2 separate regions of the Mus musculus genome follow, and region 2 is linked to region 1. A link is a contact called in public Hi-C data. All regions are on one chromosome and are shown on one strand. The core of a region is the stretch at or near the end of the contact, and the rest is flanking DNA. Distances in the headings are between cores, read along the strand shown.

Region 1 (3,099 bases), core at 301-2,800:
GGGACGGAGGGGAGGCTGAGCCCGTGTCCCAGCGTGCCTGTCAGCCAGCCATCTAACCTGCACTGAAAGTCTGGGAGAGGTGCCAGGGCCAGACACACTGGGCAGCAGGAGGCTGGATCCAATCCAGAACCGTGCCTTGGTAACTCTAGTGTACAAGGAGGTGTGGGTGTGCTTGGCTTGGGGTCAAGAAAGCCTGAGACCACTTGTGTGTGTGTGTGTCTGTGTGTGTGTGTGTGTGTGTACTCTGTAACAAGATGCTGGCAGGAAGCTAAAAGGTACATGTCTGCCAACCGGCAGGCTCTTCACGTTGCTCTACAGGGACCAGCATACCGTTCACGTTGCTCTGCAGGGACCACTGAGATCTTTCCACTGGGCCTAGGTTTGAACAGCCTACAGCTTCCACACAGGAAATAAGACGTCAGGCCTGGCATTTGAACTCCGGGCTGGAGGCATGGAGGGGTGGGGGTGGCAAGCTTTTTTTTTTTTTCCTTTTAAATATCTTAAACATTTCATTTATTTGTTTGTGTATGTATGTATGTATGTATGTATGTATGTATGTATGTATGTATGTATTGTGTGTAAAGAGAAAGGCAGTCAAATTGAATCGAACAGGTGAGCTGAGAAACTCTGGGGAGAGTAAAGAGGCAGCAACCCGGTCTGGAGACAGGGGGGTGCTCAGAAAGGTGGGAAGGTTTAGAATTGACCACTACAGAGAGGGCTTTATTTTACTTTATATTCACTTGGCCATGTGCCTCCTGCCTCCATCGTGTGGTTGCATATATGTGAAGCACGGAGCTCACTCATGTGGCGGTCAGAGGACAATTTACAGAATCCAATGCTCTTCTTCAGTCACGTGGGGCCCAGGGCTAGAACTCCAATCGTTTGTTTGTTTGTTTGTTTGTTATTTTTCAAGACAGAGTTTCTCTGCGTACCTTTGGCTGTCCTGGAACTTGCTCTGTAGGTCAGGCTGGCCTTGAACTCAGAGATCTGCCTACTAGGATTAAAGACATGTGCTATCATCACCCCGCTGGAACTCAGATCTTTAAGCTTAGTGGCAAGCATCTTTACCTGTTCAGCCATCTCAGGACAGGATGGGTGGTTGGAGGGGGTTGCCGGGGGTCGGTTCAAGAAGGGATTTTCAAACCTGGCATTGAGGCTCATGTCTGCAAAACCTGTACTCCTGTGGCTGAGGTAGGAGCAGGTGTTCAAGGCTAGCCTGGGCTACACAGTGAGACTATCATTGAACAAAGTGGAAAGGGTTCCACTCCAGCAAATCCAGGGGAAAGGAAGGACTCTAAGAGTCAGAATCCAGGGTCTATCTAGATAATGGGTGGCTGAGCAGAGGTGGGGGCTGGGGCAGAGAAGGGCCAAGGAGTTGGAGCTGCATCTAGACAGAGATCACTAGTTGACGAGGGGAGGAACCAGGTCCCGAGGGCTGGGTTTGTACCCCTTTGCGCTCCCCGTAGGCGGAGCCCTGGGCGGGATATATCCGGGCGTGGAAGCATGATGGGCGTGGCCAGCTGGGGTTGGGCTTGGGGGTCCCAGGGACTGGGGCGGGGCGCGGGCTGGCGCTGCGCAGCCGCGGGGCGGCATCCGCGCATGCGGGACTTACTCGGTTGCAGCCGGCGCCTACTGCCACTCCCGGGAGCATGAAGGACCGAACCCAGGAGCTCCGCACGGTGAGTCCGATCCTCGTGCGCCGCTCACCCGGCGTCTTGTAATTCTCCACTTTGTTCCGGCATGCCACCGAGGCACCTACAAGGGGACGGAGGGAGCCTTGCAAAGCTGAGGGACCCTCGAACCCCCATGGGAGTCCCACCCCTCCGATCTACTTCTGGTCACGGACTCGAGCCCTTCAGCACCGGGACTGATGGCTAGAACCTGGGGTTTTGAGGAACTTTTCAGGGCGTTCCTGTTTGGGGCGATTTGGAGGGCTGTTAAGGGGTTTCGGTGGCGGGATGCAAAATCGTGACCGTTCTTCGCCCGCTTGTCACCGTCCTTGCACTGTCCCCTGGAGGCTGAACCTCTCGTTTCCTTCCCACCCCCCTGCCCAGAGTTCCCCTCCCAACCCCATCCTTGGGCGCGCTGCGGAAACGAGGCCGCCGGGTGGGGGTGGCCTCTGCGGGAGCCGTCTCTTGGGGCTCCCCATCACCTGTGGCTCCCATCACCTGTGGCTCCCGATCCACCCTGGTCGCTTTAGGGATACCCGGCTTGCTCTGGATTAAAGGACTCAACCATATCTACCCTTGGTCCACCTTTGGGCTTCCAGGCAACCCAGGCTGTCATTTCCCAGACCCTTCCCGGATTGCCAGGTCTAACTGCGACCTGGATCTATTTTCCTACCTGTGTGAGAGAGGCCTCTGGGGTGTGGCTCTTAGGGCGGGGTTTCGAGATGAGTAGAAGGCAGTAGAAAGGTTCTAAGTCAGAGCCCATGATCCTTCAATCATGAGACCCCACTTTTAACACAGGGGAGTGCCCTTCTCTGGCCTCAGACCCTAGAGGGACAGAAATTAAGCTCTCCCGTGAGAGGGTTAAATAAGGGCGCCACATCAGATTGTCATATCTGATTCCTCAGCAAACCCCACCCGTTGATTTCTGGGTGTCCCCCCAAGCTGGGTGGCGTCCTAGATCCCTCTCATCTTGTGCCCCACTTACAGCCCTTCATAGAAAGTTTTGTTTTGGGGCTTTTGACCTAATGGCTGTGATTTCTGCCTAGCTTCTCCATCTGTGCCTGGATCCCTCTACCATAATACCAGCCATATCTATGCTCTCCAGTCTAGCCTTCATCCTGTTCCTGACCTGCAAGCGACCCCCACATGCCTTCAGACCTGTATTATTCCTGGCTGGATGCCCAGTGCCTCATCTATTTCAAAGGAAACAGACAGCCTTTCAAGTCATATATAGTGTTTAAACACTTCCCCACCCGCCCCTTGTCGTTGCCCTCAAGTTTCCGGTGTTTTTATGTTTTACGGTTTTTTGTTTTTTTTTTTTTTTTATGTAAAATCCTTCTCTGTACCCCAGGGTGGCTTGGAACTATATAGTCTCATTGGGTCTTAAACTCAAAGCAATCCTCCTGCCTCGACTTCATGAGTGCTGAGA
Region 2 (3,099 bases), core at 257-2,756, 610 kb after region 1:
GAAGCTACCTCACCTGCTAAAGCACTTGTAGCTCACAAAGGATACTCTAGCTGTTCACCAGAAATAGCTTTGCTCTGCAGGAAGCGCTTTTCAAACTGCAAAAGGCTAAAGCAAAGTTTAGCAAAAGCGTCATGGCGTACGCTCATAGCGCATGTATAGTAGCTCTAGTGTCCCTTCAATTGTCTCCTTCCCCGCCTCCTCTTACTTTATCTCCAGTCCAGCTCCAGAAAGTGCTGGCTCTGTCTTCTTGGCCAATTCAGGCAGGAAGAACCAAGTTTTAATTCTTTCTTTGCTATTGAACTGTATCCCTCAGGGATCCCCATAGACTCAGTTTCCTCTTTGGCAGGACAGAGACAAACACAAGTCTGTGGGAGAATAGGGCTCCGTGGTCCTCACGACGTCATACCATTACAGTGAGAAGGACCCGGCTGAAAGCATAGTTCAGTTGGTAGCATGCTGGAGTCCCTGGGTTCGAGCCTCATTACTGCATAAACTGAGGGAGGTGGTGCACATCTAAAATCCCTGCTTTCTGGAGATGGAGACCCAGAGTTCAGAGTCAAATTTGTGTAAAAGCCAAAAGCAAGAGGAAGAAATGTTTTTCAAGACCCCTCTCCCTCAATGAGGATCTACTAGTAGTTAATGGCTGTTGGGAGGAGAGACATTTGCTCCTGAAAGCGACTTTAATGAAACTCACTGGGTCGCAAAAATTTAAAAAGAAAGAAAGAAAGAAAGAAAGAAAGAAAGAAAGAAAGAAAGAAAGAAAGGAAGGAAGAAAGAAGGAAAGAAGAGAAAAGAAAAGAAACATGGAAGCAAAAGAGAAACTAAGATGGGAAGGCAAGAGGGGGTAATGGAGCCCCGATAAAATATGATCAAAGTACATTATACACATGTAAGAAAATGCCATAATGAAACCATTACTTGGTATAATAAATATAGGTTGATTAAAATTTTTAAAGGGAGCCTTTGAGATGGCTGAGAGTAAAGGTGTTTGTGTGTGCACCTCCACACCTTCTCTCACTGAGCCAAACGCAAATAAAATCTAAAAAAAAAAAGAAAAGAAAAAAAGAAAAATAAAAAGGGCTAAAGAGATGACTCAGTGGGTAAAGGCACTGCTGCCAAGCCTGATTACCCAAGTTCTATTCCCAGGACCCAGAGGTGGAAGGAGATGATAAACTCAACCTTAAGTTTTCATCTACCCTCCACGCGCGTTGCACGCACATGCCCCTCTCTCACACTCAAACAGATGTAATCAAATGTTTTTTTGGTTTTGCTTGTTTGTTTGTTTGTTTGTTTGTTTGTTTTTAATTAAAAATCAAGAAGAAGGAAGCTGAGGTCTAGGCAAGAATACTCCTGAGGCGGCAGCCCGCACAACACCCGTAGGTAAGCTGGAACTACAACTCCCGGCCTCCTTTGGGCGGGTAAGAGCGGAGGACTCCACGGGATTGGGCCTTCCCCCACCCCCACCCCCCCATGGGGCGGTGCTTGAGGAGAGGCCAGTCTTCCGCTGTTGCCAGGGGAGACCGCCGCAAGGAGGCGGAAATTGAGGAGGGAGGCGGGGAGTACCGAGGCCGCACGCTGGAAGGGCTCGCGGCCATGGCGGCCCCGGGCCCCGCGAGTCGCTTCTGGTGCTCGTGTCCCGAGGTGCCCTCCGCCACATTCTTCACCGCCCTGCTCTCGCTGCTGGTGTCGGGCCCCCGCCTGTTCCTGCTGCAGCCGCCTCTGGCGCCCTCGGGGCTGTCTCTGCGCTCCGAGGCCCTGCGCAACTGGCAAGGTGAGAAGAGGCGGGGCGGGGATGGCGCGCTTCCTCAGCCCGCAGACTCCCCGGTCCCTGATCTCCAGCCTCACTGCCAGCCAACCCCAGACCTCCGTGCCCACCACCATTCTCCCCACTTGGAGCTCCAGCATGTCTTGTCCAAAGCCGGATCATTTCCGCCAACTCCTTCTCTACCCACAATCGCCCCCTTCCATGTTACCCCAGATCCATTCATTCTTTGATCTCGAGGGTGAACACACTTCCTAAGCCATTCACGTTTTATAAACACAAACCCCATCTGCTGACGGCCCGAGCCCCACAGGAACAAACCAAACGTTTCTCACCTTTATCGTGACAATTGTCTACTGTCAACCCAATGGATGGCTTTTCCTCTTGACTCTAGAATTTTCTGCTGCGTCTTTACCTTAATCCTGACTCCTAATCCCAGCTCACAGAAGGAGCTGGTAAAGTGTTTGTTTTCTCAGAGGAGAGAAATTTCTCAAACTAATTAAGTCTGGTAATCATCCCTTTGTAAAAGACAGGATTCTTAGTCTTTGTTTCTTCCTCATTCTTTCCTGGGAAATCCCTGTTGCTTCTAACGTTAACAGAGGCCTGCGCGTTCATTTCATGTAATCCTCGCTGTGATTTCATGACAGGCCATATTAAATTGCCTGTTTACCAGAAATTGAGGTTGAATACAGAGATTCGCAGAGCTAACACATCATAATATTGAGATAGGAGCCCCGCACTTTGTTTTTAGTATGGTGATTTAAAACTAGGGCTTTGGGTATATAATCTCCACATCTTTAGATAGAGGTATACATATGTGACACATTATTTATATGCTTGTGTGCACTCTTGTGAAAGTCAGAGGACAACCTGACCGGAGTCTTTCTCTTCTTCCCCCATGTGGGTCCTGGGAATCAAACTCGGGTCTTTGGGATTGGCAGGACCTACCTCAGCCTGTTGAGCCATCTCGTCAGCTACCTAAATCTTAGAGAGTTGTATGTAGAATTTTTTCATATTTACCAGTAAAATTTCAATTTGGGACATATCCAGCAAATAACCAAACTTCTGGAGATATTCTGATAGGATGTAATGGTTTCCTGCTTAAAGCTGAAATTTTCTTTTCCCCCTTTTTTGGATACATGTAGCACTTACAGTCAGCTAAATGCCAGTGTAGACAGGCACGCACTCTTTTTCTTTCTGGGTTTTTGTTTTTTGTTTTTGTTGTTTTGTTTGTTTTTGTTGGTTTTGTTTTTTTGTTTTCGTTTTGTTTACTTTGAAACAAAGGGGCTTGCTATTTATTTACACCAGTATGGCCAGGCTTCATTATGTAGTCCAGG

The links. Hi-C and Micro-C count contacts between places; a contact is called where the count stands out from the background.
Region 2: a Hi-C map of CD4 T cells shows a contact between it and region 1, with 6 times the contacts expected there. The contact joins the promoter of Rhbdd2 here to the promoter of Stx1a in region 1. A contact is called at or near these places in 1 of 39 promoter capture datasets (pre-B cells) and 1 of 484 Hi-C or Micro-C datasets (CD4 T cells).

The regions. Positions count from the first base shown.
Region 1 is chr5:135,021,932-135,025,030 of GRCm38.p6, forward strand. Stx1a (syntaxin 1A (brain)) reads left to right here and starts at 1,551. Exons shown (of 10, transcript NM_016801.4): 1 at 1,551-1,679. The coding sequence starts at 1,650.
Region 2 is chr5:135,631,148-135,634,246 of GRCm38.p6, forward strand. Rhbdd2 (rhomboid domain containing 2) reads left to right here and starts at 1,507. Exons shown (of 4, transcript NM_146002.2): 1 at 1,507-1,771. The coding sequence starts at 1,594.